2 separate regions of the Sus scrofa genome follow, and region 1 is linked to region 2. The links are chromatin contacts, called in public HiChIP or PLAC-seq maps. All regions are on one chromosome and are shown on one strand. Each heading gives the region's core, a stretch centred on a gene start, on an enhancer-like site or on the middle of the called end of the contact. The rest is flanking DNA. Distances are from core to core; before and after follow the strand shown.

Evidence for each region. HiChIP or PLAC-seq counts read pairs in DNA pulled down with a chosen protein or histone mark.
Region 1: an H3K27ac HiChIP or PLAC-seq map of alveolar macrophages shows a contact between it and region 2. The contact joins two enhancer-like sites. A contact is called at or near these places in 1 of 47 Hi-C or Micro-C datasets (embryonic fibroblasts) and 1 of 2 datasets of contacts at active chromatin or transcription factors (alveolar macrophages).

The regions. Positions count from the first base shown.
Region 1 is chr7:10,326,505-10,333,749 of Sscrofa11.1, reverse strand. No RefSeq gene overlaps it. Among named protein-coding and RNA genes, the nearest start is that of CD83, 16 kb to the left of the region's middle. Within about 2 kb of position 5,144, at least 27 of the 83 cell types and tissues checked have an H3K27ac peak or open chromatin away from gene starts, as enhancers often do. A contact at or near this core is called in alveolar macrophages, where this site is marked.
Region 2 is chr7:9,773,403-9,780,718 of Sscrofa11.1, reverse strand. The region is part of intron 1 of GFOD1 (glucose-fructose oxidoreductase domain-containing protein 1); the gene reads left to right. Among named protein-coding and RNA genes, the nearest start is that of TBC1D7, 68 kb to the right of the region's middle. Within about 2 kb of position 4,573, at least 6 of the 83 cell types and tissues checked have an H3K27ac peak or open chromatin away from gene starts, as enhancers often do. A contact at or near this core is called in alveolar macrophages, where this site is marked.

The DNA of each region.
Region 1 (7,245 bases), core at 3,895-6,394, 550 kb before region 2:
CATTTTAAATGTAGTGGTTCCAATGATTATTTTCAACAAGCTCTTTCACGCATATCATCCTGGCTTCATTTCCAGAACAATCTTTGGAGGTAATTGTCCTAGGGGGCATTACTTCGTTTCAGATTAAATCTATAACACAGTGAGGGTGTATTTTTACATGTGACAGCTTCATTTCATAGAAGTTAAATGTCCTCCGTGTATACAGCACATGATGCCCACGTACTGGATGTGAACAGTGGTTGTACTGCATAGAATGTGGACGTTTTAACCAATGAATAGTTGCTTTTCTGATAGACTGCTACTCTGACAACTTACGGATGCACAGTCCTTAATCAAGAGTCAACCAACAATTAGACCATGTCACTGCAGGAAAATACGATCCCATGTATGACCATGAGGACTCGGGTTTGATCCCTGGCCTCGCTCAGTGGGTTTAGGATCCAGAATTGCCATAAGCTGTGGTGTAGACCGCAAATATGGCTGGGATCCCCAGTGGCTGTGGCTGTGGCTGTTGCCAGCAGCCATAGCTCTGATTTGACCCCTACCCTGGGAACTTCCATATGCCCCAGACGTGGCCCTAAAAAGCAAAATATATAAAGAAATAATAAAATAAAATGCAAGACAAACTGTGGGGGAAAGTAGGAGTAGAAATTCCATTTATAATCAGACCCGGACTTTCATTTTAGCTACTCTCTTTAAATTGATCATTCCTACAATTCACAAGTCATTTTCCTTTGAAGCAAATGAGAGATGAAATTATTGAATGGTATTTTTGAACAGACGCATTTCAAGACATTAAATCCTCAGTGTGTGTGCATGCATGTATGTGCATGTATGTGGACATTTGGTGTCTGTGTGTGTGTGTGTGTGTGTGTGTATGTGGCAGGAAGAGGGTCCTACTGGTCTTTGCAGGACATTTCCTTCAGCCCAGTGGTTCCCCACTCGCCTGCACAGTTAGAATTCCAAGGGAGACAGAGTTTAAAAACTGGTCCCCAGGCTGCACCCCAAGGCACAGTTAAAACAAAATCGGACTCCCTAGGGTGGCATCCTGCATCAGCATTTTTCTGGCCCCTGCCCCAGGTGATTTAAAAGTTTAAGCAGATTTAAGAACTGATTTAGCTAATTCTCTGCAGGGGAAGCTGGATCTGACAAAAATCACAACACTTTTTCTGCTGTGACCCCCACACACTCAAGGCCTTGAGACCTTGGTAGCAACCTGGTGAATGCAGGCCTGTTGGAGTTTGAAGATTTCAGTCTTTGAAAGAGGACTTTGCAGGAGGTGGTGCTGAGAGAGACACTCCCACAAGCTTAAATAAGGCCCTCCCAGCTTTAAAATGTCAAAGTACTGAAAGCAGCTCCACCTCAGAAAACCCCCTTGTGTGGCTGGCGGGGCAACTTCTCCCCTGCGGCCTCGGGGAAGGACCTGGGCAGCGGGCCAGGGCTGGCTTCCAGCCTCTCACAGCCTGGCTCAGGCCCAGGCCTTCTGAGAGGCCATCAGTAAGGGAACCCAAGGGAGTTACTGGCGTGCGGGGAACTGTTGGGCTGGTTTAGACAACAAAGGGCGACACATCCTTCATACCAAAAAGCACCATCACCCCCCATTTTCTCACAGTCACAGAACAGCAGAACCAGGGCTATCCCCTGCTTTAAAGATTGGGATTCTTTTTTCCACTTCCCTCCCTTTGGAAAAGTGAAGGTGCTCAGGTTAAGATGGTAGGTGCTTTATACATCCAGACAAAACTTAAATTCAAAAAGATGCATGCACCCCTATGTTCACTGCAGCGCTATTCATGATAGCCAAGACATGGAAACAACCTAAATATCCATCAACAGATGAATAGATTAAGAAGTGGTACATATATGCAATGGAATACTACTCAGCCATTAAAAGAACAAAATAATACCGTTTGAGGCAACATGGATGGAACTAGAGACTTTCACACTAAGTGAAGTAAGTCAGAAAGAGAAAGACAAATATGTCACTTATATCTGGAATCTAATATATGGCACAAATGAACTTAACTACAAAAAAGAAACAAACTCATGGAGATAGAGAACAGACTCATGGTTGCCAAGCGGGAGGGGGAGGGAGTGGGATGGACTGGGAGTTTGGGGTTAGGAGATGCAAACTATCGCATTTAGAGTGGATAAGCAATGAGATCCTGCTGAATAGCACAGGGAACTATATCCAGTCACTTGTGATGGAACATGATGGAGGATAATGTGAAAAGAAGGTATATATACGTATAACTAGGTCACTTTGCTGTACAGCAGAAACAGACAGAACATTGCAAATCAACTATAATAAAAACATTAAACAAAACAAAAAAGATGATGGGTGCCCAGAGGTCTGCTTAGGTCACCCCTGACCTTTCACCCCGAGCCTCTAAGGGGTTTTAGAAAGGCCAGTTTGAGGAGCCAATGCCAACCTGTTTTTTAAAGGAGGAAAGGGAGGCTCTCAGGGACTAAAGTCACAGCACACGTGGCCCTCCTGGACCTCTGACGGGCTGCGCGAGGACCGGAAAGCAAGGGGAGGGCAGTGGGACCTGAGCCTACGTCTCCAGGCTCTCTGCCCTGTGGGTCCGCCTATAGGCTTTGTCTTCACGGGAAATGAACTCCACCAGCTCTGTGTTAGTGCTCGCGGCCAAGGGTCAGGAGAAGGCTCGGGTGCGGGGGGCCGGGTGGCAGACAGACCTGGGGAGCCATCTGGCACTGCCCACTCAGTTGGCCTCACCTCCCCAGCTTCTGGGGCACAGAGACTCCCACTGGTGCCGAGGATGGGGGTGCTGTGTGTGGACCACCGGCCTGGCAGTCTCTCTGAGTAAGAAATGTCTGCCTGAATGGTCCCCGCTGGCCCTCTAGTCTCACACACAATAGTTCTTTGTGGAAACTACAGAGTAGAACCACAGAATCCTCCTGAAACGCCTCCCGGATACCAAGGGGGAGATGAATCTCCTTTCGCACGACACAGCGCAGGAGCCCAGGTGGTCCACCCTGGCCCATCGCCACTCCTTGGAGTAGAGGAAGTCTTACGTTCTTCCTCTGAGCAGCCTCAGGACCAAGCAAGATACGTTTTCACTCCAGTCCCACGGCAGGTACCTTGAGGGCAGGGCCTGAATCCTGTCCCCTTTGTGTCCCTACAGACTCGGATGCAGAGGAACAGACATGGCGGGTTTGGGTTGTTGAATGAATGGATGCGAACAGCCTAACACCAACACCACTTCTATCCCATGCCGGGCACTGTTCCGAGGGTCTCATTTCTCTCAGAAGCCTCCGAGATAAATGTCATTTGCGTCCTTATTTGACAGAGGCGAACAGTGGCTCAGAGACGTAAAGTAATTTGCCCAAGATTATTCATTTGGAAATTGATAGAGCCAAGATTCAAGTCCAGTCGGTGCCTTTCCCTGCCAGGCGTTTCGGGGGTCAAGCTCCTGGCCGGACAAGGCTAGAGATGAAGCAAGATGCTGACGTGGGCTGGGCAGCCTCGTGGCGGGGCCAAGGCCTGCTCCTTTGGTGGGGGCAGTGTTAGTAGACACATTTGAAAAGCACCCATTGATTTCAGATTTAATTTACAGGACATAAAACCTACCCTTCAAAATTCAGGGGTTTTCAGTAAATTCACGGGCTGTGCGACCCTCGCTGCCGCCTCATTCCAGAACATTTCTGTCACGTCAAAAAGAAACCCACTCCCAGGAACGGTCGCTTGCCATCCTCGCTCCTCGCAGCCCAGCAACCAGTCTGCTTCCTGCCTCTGGAACCGTGTCCAAGCCCCTGAGTTCTTGGGGTTTGAAGCAAAAGGCTTTAGCCTCCCAGACCTCCCATCAGCCTCAAAAGGCTGAATATTGGTTCAGCTAAAAACGAGTTAAAACAGTCTCCGTCATGTTGTGTCCCGCCTTGGCCACTCACTTACTCTAACCGGCTTGTCACCAATAATTTCTTGCTTGCTGAATTGCCTTCTTCTACTAATGGTTACTTTCTAGTTAGAGATATAGTGCACCTGGGGTTTTGTTTTCCTTTGAAGCCCCCCACCCCCGCCCCGCCCAGCACCCACATGCTTTCCTGAGCAATCTTCAGGGCAGAGAGAGAGTCAAGGTATGATAACCCCAAAGACCACCAGAAACCGTCCCCAGACCACCTGACTCCGGCCTCGATGACTGTGAAACAATCTATGGAGGAGGAAGAATGCAGACACCGTCATCCTTATCAACAGCCCTGATTTTTCAGGCTAAACCTCTAAAGCCTGTTGCCATCCCCTCAAGGGAGGACCCAGTCTTGAGGGCATTAGCCTCCTTTGCCTGCAAAGCAATAAAGCTGTTCCTTCTGCTTCCCCCAGAACTCTGTCTCAGACGCTTAATTGGTGCCGGTGTACAGAGGCTAGGTTACAGCTACACCTCTATGGGTCGGTCCCATCTGGACTTTTCTTTTTTGCTTTTTAGGGTCATACCTGCTGCATATGGAAGTTCCCAGGCTGGGGGTCGAATCGGAGCTGTAGCTGCCAGCCTACACCACAGCCACAGCAACGCCAGATCCGAGAGGCGTCTGAAACCTACCCCGCAGCTCACGGCAATGCTGGATCCTTAACCCACTAAGCAAGGCCAGGGATCGAACCCGCATCCTCATGGATACTAGTCAGATTCGTTTCCACTGCACCACAACAGGAACTCCTGGACCTTTCAGGCAAGGGGACCACACAGCTGGGGGTCAAAGGCAGCTCCGCTGATGACCTTCTCTCGGCACTTCACACACTTGCTTTCTCCTTATTTCTGCTCAGGACGCTTCTCCATAGTTCACACCAACATCATGACAATTCACTATCTTAAATTTGCTCTTACAATGAGCTCAGGGAGATCACATTTCCCCTTTTCTCTGTTCCTCCAAGCCTGGCTGAAAAAACAACGCCCTTAAAAACTGTGAGGTCACTCCGCGAGGCTGTCCTCCCACTTGTTTTGGAGAACACTATGGCTTCTGCCTACTGACAGGAGTCCGAGGCTGGAAAGCGTGTTGACCCCTGTCCAGCGGGTTCACTGGATGTGGTGGCCCATGCGCTTTGAAAAATCCCTTTGGCTTTCTTTGGGGACAGAGATGGAACCAGGGACATGAGGAGGCGTTTCTGAGTCATACTGAGAACTTCCCTTTGCACAAAGGATCATCCAGCTCACCGACTTTTTTAGGCTCCAAATGAATCGCATACGCTGCCCTTCCCTTCCTTCTTCCTCCCCCCAGCTCTGGTCCTCACCCCACCCCCGACCCGTCACACCCAGGCTGGGCTTGGAAGAGTTGACCAGGGGCTGGCCGGCAGCGAGGGGGCTGCCTCCTCCCCCCGACAGGGGATAGAAAAACTACCATGTGAACACTGGACCACAGTGGACCTCGAGCCTCCCTAGACTGGAGACTTTACCTGCGCCTACGCTCCTCTACGCTGAACGAGTATCAACAAAGCTGTTACCGTGGAGGGAAGGGAAGCTTCTAAACAAAGCCCTTTAGCTCTGTCTGACCAAAACTGCCTGCTCAGGGTTGCGGCTCCTTTGGCTTTGTTCTCTTTGGCTGGATCTAGAATCTGTGTTTCCACACACCAGCTCTAGGTGGCAGTAATGGACCACGGAGATCTGCGGTTCGCTAGGTGACAAACAGCCTGCAAAGTTTCAAGTCCAGAGGCTGAGAGGAAGCTCAAGGGATCTATATGTTCCTAGGTGCCAAGGGCACCTGATGATCAGTTGCCACCATTATCTCTTCCGGTCCCTGGGTTGGAGGAAGGAAAGCCACAGACTCCTAAAGACATTACATGAAGGATGCAATGGAATGAGTTGATGGGGGAGGTTGTACAAACTGTCTTCATATTTACACACTCCCCCCTACACACACACAAATATACTGAAGCGTGTGAGCCTAACGAAAAAGTGCACTTGAGAAATCATTCCCCTGGATTTATTTACATAAAGAGTTTACGGGGCAGCATCCTCATGTGCAAAAATGGGGCTAAGAGTTCCAACTTCCTAGGGTTATTTTGAGAATTAAATTAATCTTTATTAAAAAAATGAGTTGCCTAACACAAAGACATACAGAGAAACACACACGCGCACACAGAGGGAAGTCATTATCGAGCTAACAAAATTAGTGGGAAGAGCTCTGTTTGGCCATACATCATCCTGGGTCCTGACCTGGAAATCACTCAGCTCTAACTAGCTGCCTCATTACCAAGGTCACTGGCTTTGTCTCCTTCCCAGAGCAAATCACCCTCTAATCGTGTGGGTCGCTGCTCTGTACACTGGGGATTAACTGCCTTCCAGGCTTAAGATCACATTTGAAATGCACTTTAAAAATAGATATGCATTTATGAAAGGTAAGGGAGAAATATTTTCACATGTTCATCTTCAGGTGGGAGGCTGTTCTTGGATTTTAAAATACGTGTAATCTATAAACTGTCACTCGCCTGATGGGGCCAGAAAGAGAGAAGACTGGAATTATTCCTTACCATGGTCCCTTTGGATCCAAGATTCATGGGTCATGCACAGATTGCTTTGTTTGGTGGGGCAGACAAAACCTTAAGATCCTTTCTTCTGAGGCTTCTGCACAGGACCAAAATTCTATGGTTGTCAGTCACCCCCAGTAAGGAGACAAGATCTGACAGTGATAATACTTCTCCCTGAGTCTGTCTTTCGTTCTATGATAATTAATTTAAAAGGACATTTTCAACACTTGGGCCAGATAATAGAAAAATTAGAGTAAGAAGGCAACCAGCTGGCTTCTCAACCATCCTGGCAAGTCATGATCAGAGTGGCCCCTGGCAAGAGCTTCTGCGCCAGACACATCTTGGCGGGGCTCCTCCAGAGGAGGTGGGGGGGAGGCAGCAGAGCAGTCAGATGACTTCACTGCCGCTGGGCTGAACCATCCAGTGCTCTGCACCTGGGGGCTGGTCAGAGGCTCTTCAAAGCCTTCTGGAAGTTTCTGTGGCCCATGTGTCCATCAGAGAGTGAAGGATCCCATCATTGCCCAACTGGCCCCCTTGCTTCCAACCCTGCTGCTCTAGTCTATTTTCCAGGGCTATCCTGCACGTGTAAGTGGGGTTCTGCACCCTCTGAAGAGCCAGTGCTCAGTGTGTCCCAGCACAGAGGACAAAATCCCAAATCCTTACCGGGACTTTGATTTGGTCCGCACTACCTCCCTGACCTCATCACCTGCCATTCTCCCATTCTCGGCAGTAACCTTACTGGCCCCCAGCTACTTCTTTTTTTTCTCTTTCTTTCT
Region 2 (7,316 bases), core at 3,324-5,823:
GTCTTACTGGTGAGAACTTAACACTTTACCATCCAATGAGGATGAGGCCCTGGTACTCTGAAAGCACCTCCCACTGTCTCCTGGAGGTTCAACTGCTTTGCTGTGTGAATAGCGATGCCCAGGCAGAGGAGGAGGGGCGGGGCAGGTTCTCACTGTCAAGGTTGCCAAACATCTTCTTCTCCTACCCTCCCCCCACTTCGTTCTTTCTCTTCTTTTTTTTCCTCTTTCATCCAAACTGCTCAGACCTCCAGCGCCAGCACTCCTGGGTGTTCCCTGGAATGAACCCTGAGCTGTCAAATCGTTGCCCACATTTCCCCTGCCAGCAGATGAGGTGACAAGCACCCTCCTTCCCACCTTCACTGTCAATGTCAGGATTTGCCCAGCACGGAGGAGATGTTCCCTTCTGGCGAGGTCAGAATCATCTGCACAAACGCAGGGTGAGCCGGCCGAGGCGTTGGAGCTGGGCGCTGGGCTCGCAGGATGCTGAGTCCAAAGCAGGCTGCCCTCCTCTCACCCGGAGGCGTCCCTCCAGCGGGCCCGGAAAACCCTTCCCATCCCCTAGGGCTGGGGTTTTATTTCCCCACGTCACCTGCCTTTCTCATGGCATTTACCTCTGTCGGCTTTGGACATGCACCCCGCCTTTTGGGATCTTGCCAGGCTCCAAATCTGTATCTTTTCAGAAATTCAGCAGATTCTGTTTCATTTCAGTTTCTTTCTTATCTGTTGAGTGCAAATCCTGGAGTCCTCTTTATTAAAAATAGTGTGGTGAATGCCTTCTTAAATTAGTTCTACCTATAAAGCTACCCATCTTCCTGGCTATATACATGCGCATCAAGATGTAACCGGGGAAGTTCCCTTTGTGACTCAGTGCTCATGAACCTGGCTAATATCCATGAGGACACGGGTTCCATTCCTGGCCTTTCTCAGTTAAGGAGCTGGCGTTGCCGTGAGCTGTGGTGTAGGTCACAGATGCGGCCCAGATCCCGCGTTGCTGTGGCTGTGGCTGGCAGCTGTAGGTCCTAGTCGACCCCTAGCCTGGGAACCTCCATGTGCCTCGGACACAGCCCTAAAAAGACACACACACAAAAGACATAACTGGGCGTGGGGGGGGGGACGGGACACATAACTGGATTACGGTCACCTAATGGAATGATGGGTCCTTGATGGGTGGTGGAATTAAAAGTTTCATTTTCCCTTTCAGATTTTTCTGAATTATTTCAGTTAAAAAAAAAGCAAAAAAGGAATGTGTGTCTTTCCTCCGAAAGGCAGTAAGGGGAGCTCCCATCGTGGTGCAGCAGAAACGAGTCCCACTAGTATCCATGAGATTGCGGGTTCAATCCCTGGCCTCACTCAGTGGGTTGAGGATCTGGTGTGGCGGACCTCTAGCCCAGGAACTTCCATATGCCATGGGCGTGGCCCTCAAAAGACAATAAATAAATAAATAAATAAAACAAAAGGCGTAAAGTCATCCCCAAATAAATGAGTATTTAGGGAAACAAGTGGAGCAGCCCAGCTGAGGCGGACATTCAGCATCGATGGCCAGGAACACGCTGAAGCAGAGGCCCAGGGGCCATGCCCACATCACATTGTCTCTGTTTATCAGGTCTTTTGTTTGCTTGTGGCAGGATTTTTATGTCGACCCCCTGGCCTACATTGCTTTAGGCCCTGAGTAGGTCCCCTGAGCGCCTGGACGGGGCTGCTCTAGCTTTTCTCCCTGCCAGCTCACGTGGCGAGCTTCTCACAGGCAAAGAGAAAGTTTCACTGAAAGGAAAAGTACCAGTAGAAAAAGGATTTTCTCCTCACAGTTAATCATGCAGGGGTTTTTTTTGTTTGTTTTTGTTTTTTGAAAAGAGCAAAATGTGCCTCTTATCAAACTTCCACTTCAAACCAGAGGGAGGAACCCAGGGATGCTTTGGCCTCCCGCTGCCCCAGATAAGGCACATGCTCTATTGTGCAAAAAATGGCATTAGGCACAAGAAGACAATTGGCATTGGGTCCTGCCCTCGGAGGGAAGGAAATTAACCTCTGCCTGCCACCGCCCGGGCCCAAGGGCAGGGTCACTTGTGTTCTGACCCGGGCAGCTCGTTCCTGAGCTGGAGAGCGTATGTGCCAGTTCAGGGACAGTTTCCACGCAGGGGACGAACACTCCTGTGATGGGCTCTTGGCCCCTCTCTCCCTCTGCAGTGTCCGGCAGGGAAGGGCTCATTTCTCACATGTCTTTGCCAGATCATGGTTGTTCCGGGCGCAAGGCCAAGTGCTCCCATCCCCGGGGAGCCGACCCAAGAAGAGCTGCCCCGTGAACTTCTGCTCCTCGGTTGGGCAAGCTCAGAAAGCCGGCTGGTGCGTGTGAGGAGGGCAGAGGTGGAGTTCAAGTCACCCCATCTGTTGCATCACCATCCACGTTAAACAGAAGGTTTGGGTGTGCAATGCTCTTCTGATGAAATTCGGTGACTCAGGAAAAGCCATCTGACTAAGTCCTGTTGCGGTAGGTTTATCCTCTGAGCCCCCTTTGATCTTAATTTGACCCCAGATTGATGTCCCCCCAAGTTTCCACTTTGATTTGGCTGTGTAGACCCTCGCAGCTACATGGAACCCAACCTCTGCTTTGACGGTTTTGATTCTAAGATAAGCTGTTTGAACTGGGCCATCTTGGACAATTTTCCCGGCCGTTGTAACAGGGTATTTCCAAGACATTCCAAAGACACGAGACCAAGGGCTTCTTTCTTTTTTTTTCCTTTTTTCTTTTTGTCTTTTTAGGGCCGCACCCATGGCATTTGGAGGTTCCCAGGCTAGGTGTCTAATAGGAGCCATAGCCACCAGCCTACCCCACAGCCACAGCCATGTGGGATCTGAGTGGCGTCTGTGACCTACACCACAGCTCACAGCAACACCGGATGCTTAACCCACTGAGCGAGGCCAGGGATCAAACTTGTGTCCTCGTGGATGCTAGTCAGATTCGTCTCTGCTGAGCCACGATGGGAACTCCAAGGGCTTCGTTTTGAATATGACCCTTTATTCCACTGTCTAAGTCCGTCTGCTCAAGGAGTGCTGCTCTGTGTCCAGCCTGGAGTAAGCAGCATATGGAGGGAGGTGGAACCAAAAGAAGGTGAATCCCTGCAGCCCAGAAGAATATAATCTACTTAGGAATGTAAGATTCTTCACCAGTAGGAGTGGGAGGAAGAACCAGGGGCTGGCTCTCCAGAATGAGAGCCAAACAGTGGCGCATTGGTCAGCGTTCTCTGGAGAAACATAACCAACCAATTGGAGATGTATCTGTGTTTATGTCTATGTTTATGTCTATCCATCAGTCAGTCTATATCTTGTGGTATGGTGTAATTACTAGTGCTTTGCCTATCTTCCCTTTGACCGTTGGCAGGACTGCATCTTATACATCACTTTTTTTTTGGGGGGGGGGTCTTTTGCCATTTCTTGGGCTGCTCCCCCGGCACATGGAGGTTCCCAGGTTAGGGGTCGAGTCGGAGCTGTAGCCGCCAGCCTATACCAGGACAATCCCAGCAACACGGGATTCAAGCTGCGACTGTGACCCACACCACAGCTCATGGCAACACCGGATCCCTCACCCACTGAGCAAGGCCAGGGATCGAACCCGCAACCTCGTGGTTCCTAGTCAGATTTGTTAACCACTGAGCCACGACGGGAACTCCAGGACTGCGTCTTATACACCACTTTTATCTCCAGCATCTAGCGTGGCTCTTGGCAAATTATAGATGTGGCACAGACCCCTGGTGGTCCCTCCCCTTAGTCAGTTCTCCCCTCCTTCTCTAATAACAAAACCATGAACTTTCAGTTGGACCCATGGTTGCCAGGAATAAAAGCAGAGACTTATCACAAGGAATGAGGTCACATATTTATGGAGACTGAGGGGTCCCAAACCTCTAGTCAGTAAGCTGACGACCCCGTGGAGCCAGTCCAAAGGCCTGAGAACCAGGACAGCCAGTGGTGTTAGTTCTTGTCTAAAAGCCGACGAATGGGCTTGAGACTCAAGAAAGCTGAAGTTTCAGTTTTTGTCCAAGGGCAAGAAAAGACTGATGTCCCAGCTCAGACAGTAGGGCGGGAGGAGCTCCCTCTTACTCAGCTTTCGGACTAGGGTCTTCAGTTAATTGAATGGGGCCCACCCACCTTAGGGAGGGCGGTCTGCTTTACTCAGTCTACCAGTTCAAATGGGAACTGCATCCAGGAAACCCTCCCAGGTACCCCAGATTAACGTTTAACCAAATGTCTGGCACCCTGTGGCCCAGTCAGGTTGACATATAAAATAACCATCACGGTGGGGTTCTCTGTTTTAGGGGTATCCTCCTTTCTCTTCTTCAGCAAATAAATCCTAAGCATATAATTTCAGCTACTCTAACCCAGTTCCAAAGTAACAATTTTGATCTCACACAGCAGTGCTGAAAGCAGCCTGAAAGCTTCACACTGTCCGGGATCCTTCCTGTCTTGTTGCACCAGCATCTCTAGGGTGTTGTCCTGGCCTACATGGCCCAAGATGCCCAACGACCCGCCTTCCCCGCACCATTCACATTTGTACAAGAAGTGGGGAGATGGAGAATTGCGCCATGGGAAGTTTATTTACCACTTCTCCTCATATCCTATTGGCTGGAACTAAGTCACATGGCCACACATAGCTGCAAGGGACACTGGGAAATGTAGTTTTTATTCTTGGCAACGTGGGTCCAGCTATAACTTAATGGTTCTGTCACTAGAACCACTAGGGGGAGAGGAAGGATGGCCAGGGGTCTGTGCTATACCTCAGCTTTGCCAAGACCCATGCTTGGTGCTGGAGGTAGAAAGGTGTGTTAAGTTGTCATCCTGCTGACCTGGGAGCTAGATCAGTGTGATATGTCCTGCCACGGAGGTAAACACAGGCAGCCAAGCTAGAGCAGGACTGTCAGTGGCTTCCCTGTGAGCTCTCTACATCATTTTAAAGGACAAGTATTACTAGGCCCAATGGGTTGAAAGTCCATTTCTTTAAACCCCAATTTCAGCTGGACTTATCTTTTCCCCTTCTTTGGCAAATTGAATTCAGAAGTTGAGGTTCAGATCTTGGTACTTTGTGTCAAGTAAGGAGCTCTACCATATTCTTGGAAGCGTGAATTAAAAACAAAGTAGGATTCCTTCCCTTTTCTGTCTCTGCCTCTCTCTACTTTCTGCCTCTCCCCACCCCCTGCATTTGTTTAGTCTGGGATTAAGGCGTTCTCTGGTCCTGGCAGGAACACAGGCATCCTTTCTGATCCATGTTACCCTGTGCATTTTGGGCTCTTGAAGGCTTGGTGCAAGATGCCTTTTAAAGGATTTCAGAGAGTTCCCGTTTTGGCTCAGTGGAAGCGAACCTGACCAGTTCATGAGGATGCAGGTTCTCTCCCTGGGCCCACACAGTGGGTTAAGAATCCGCTTTGCCACGAGCTGCAGTGTAAGTCACAGGTGCAGCTTGGATCCCGCGTTGCTGTGGCAGTGGTGTAGGCTGGCAGCTGCAGCTCTGATTCGACCCCTAGCCTGGGAACTTCCGTATGCCACAGGTGCAGCCCTAAAAAGACAAAAAATAAAGGGTTTCAGGATGGGGGGCCAGGGGGAGGAGTGGTGGGGCAGAGAGCCCTTAGGTAAAGCAGTAAACAAAGAGCAAGCAGGCGTTTCATTTTCCATTAGCCAGAGAGGCATTTTATTTCCACTAGAAATGGGAACAGACGTGGAAGCAATTAGTGTTAGTGGGTTTACAGTGACGTCCCCGAGCCAGCAAAATCCTGGGGCCAGATGTCTGTACTTTTACTCATTCCTTGTTCTGAGAACATTCGTGAGTTCTTTCCACCCCTGCCCGTCCCACCTCCTGCCAAAAAGACCCAAAATATCACAGTTGGGAGAACATAATATTCCTGGAATAGCAGAGGGAGGAGGCCCATTCTTGGGAGATGGAGAAGGCTGTCTCGGGAGTTGGGGAGGGGAGGTCAGGCGTAGCAGGAAAGACCCTCCCCACACGACCTGCAGGCAACTGCTGAGTTGGGGCCAGAGCTTGAAGTAGAGATAAGGATGAAGAGTGGTGACCTCACAGCCCCCACCTTCCATTCTTCTTTGTCCTATCTCACCCCCCATATGCGTGGAGTACAGAGGATGGAAGCAGAAACCACAGCAGGAAAGGAAGCCCGGAATATCCTTTGCTCCCCGCTGTGCACTAGAATCACATGATCTCGCTTTCACTCCATCTCAAACTTCACCACGGACCACTGTCACCACTGTGAAAGCCAAAGCCCCAGAGTCTGCCCCTTAAATGCTTTCCAGCATGGATGTTCTTTTCCTGTATAACCGCAGCTCTTCCTTGAAGGTCTTACAATGCCTGGTCTGTCATTGGTTTTCTCTATCTTCACTGTCCAGTGGACAAACCACTGGCCACATGTGGCTGTTGAGGACACAGAGTGCAGCCATTCCAAATTGAGATACCAATTGTAAGTGTAAGATACCCACTAGTTTTCAAGGACTTAGTTTGAAAGAGGAATATAGAATGTTTCTTTTTCCTTTTTCCATGTGACTCTTAGAAAATGAAAAAGTGCACAAGTGGCTTGCCTTTGTATCTTGGGTTATACTTCCCTTGGAACATGTTATCTTTAAAATGTTTTAGAGCCATAGTTTTTGTTATTAAAAATATTTTGAAAAACTCTAAAACCTTCCAAAACTCAAAAAGTCTTTTTTTTTTTTTTGCCTTTTCTAGGACGGCTCCTGCGGCATATGAAGGTTCCCAGGCTAGGGGTCTAATCAGAGCTGTAGCCACCAGCCTACACCACAGCCACAGTAACGCGGGATCCAAGCTGCATCTGTGACCTACACCACAGCTCACGGCAATGCCAGATCCCCAGCCCGCTGAGCGAGGCCAGGGATCGAACCTGCAACCTCATGGTTCCTAGTCAAATTCGTTAACCACTGAGCCATGACGGGAACTCCTAAAAAGTCTTTTTTTAAAAAAGAAGAGGCTCCCCAAACATTTGTAAGAAGAAAATTGGATAATCTCCAAAGGGATCTCACAGCATTTGAGGTGGTACGTGGAAACTTAATCACATTCAGGAAGCAAACAATGATGTAAGCAAGTGAGATATGCCTGAGGTTATATGATAGGGAATAGTGGGGCTTGTGGTTTACTGGGATGAGGTGCCCTATATAAAAGCATCCAAATTCAAAAATTGTACATGATAGTTGCTCGGTGCTCCATAAACCACATCTTCAGGTGGAATTTGGCCCAGAGGACTCCAACATGCTACCCTTGGGACCTTGGAAGCAAACAGTTTTTACACTACACATCCCACAAAAAGCATCCT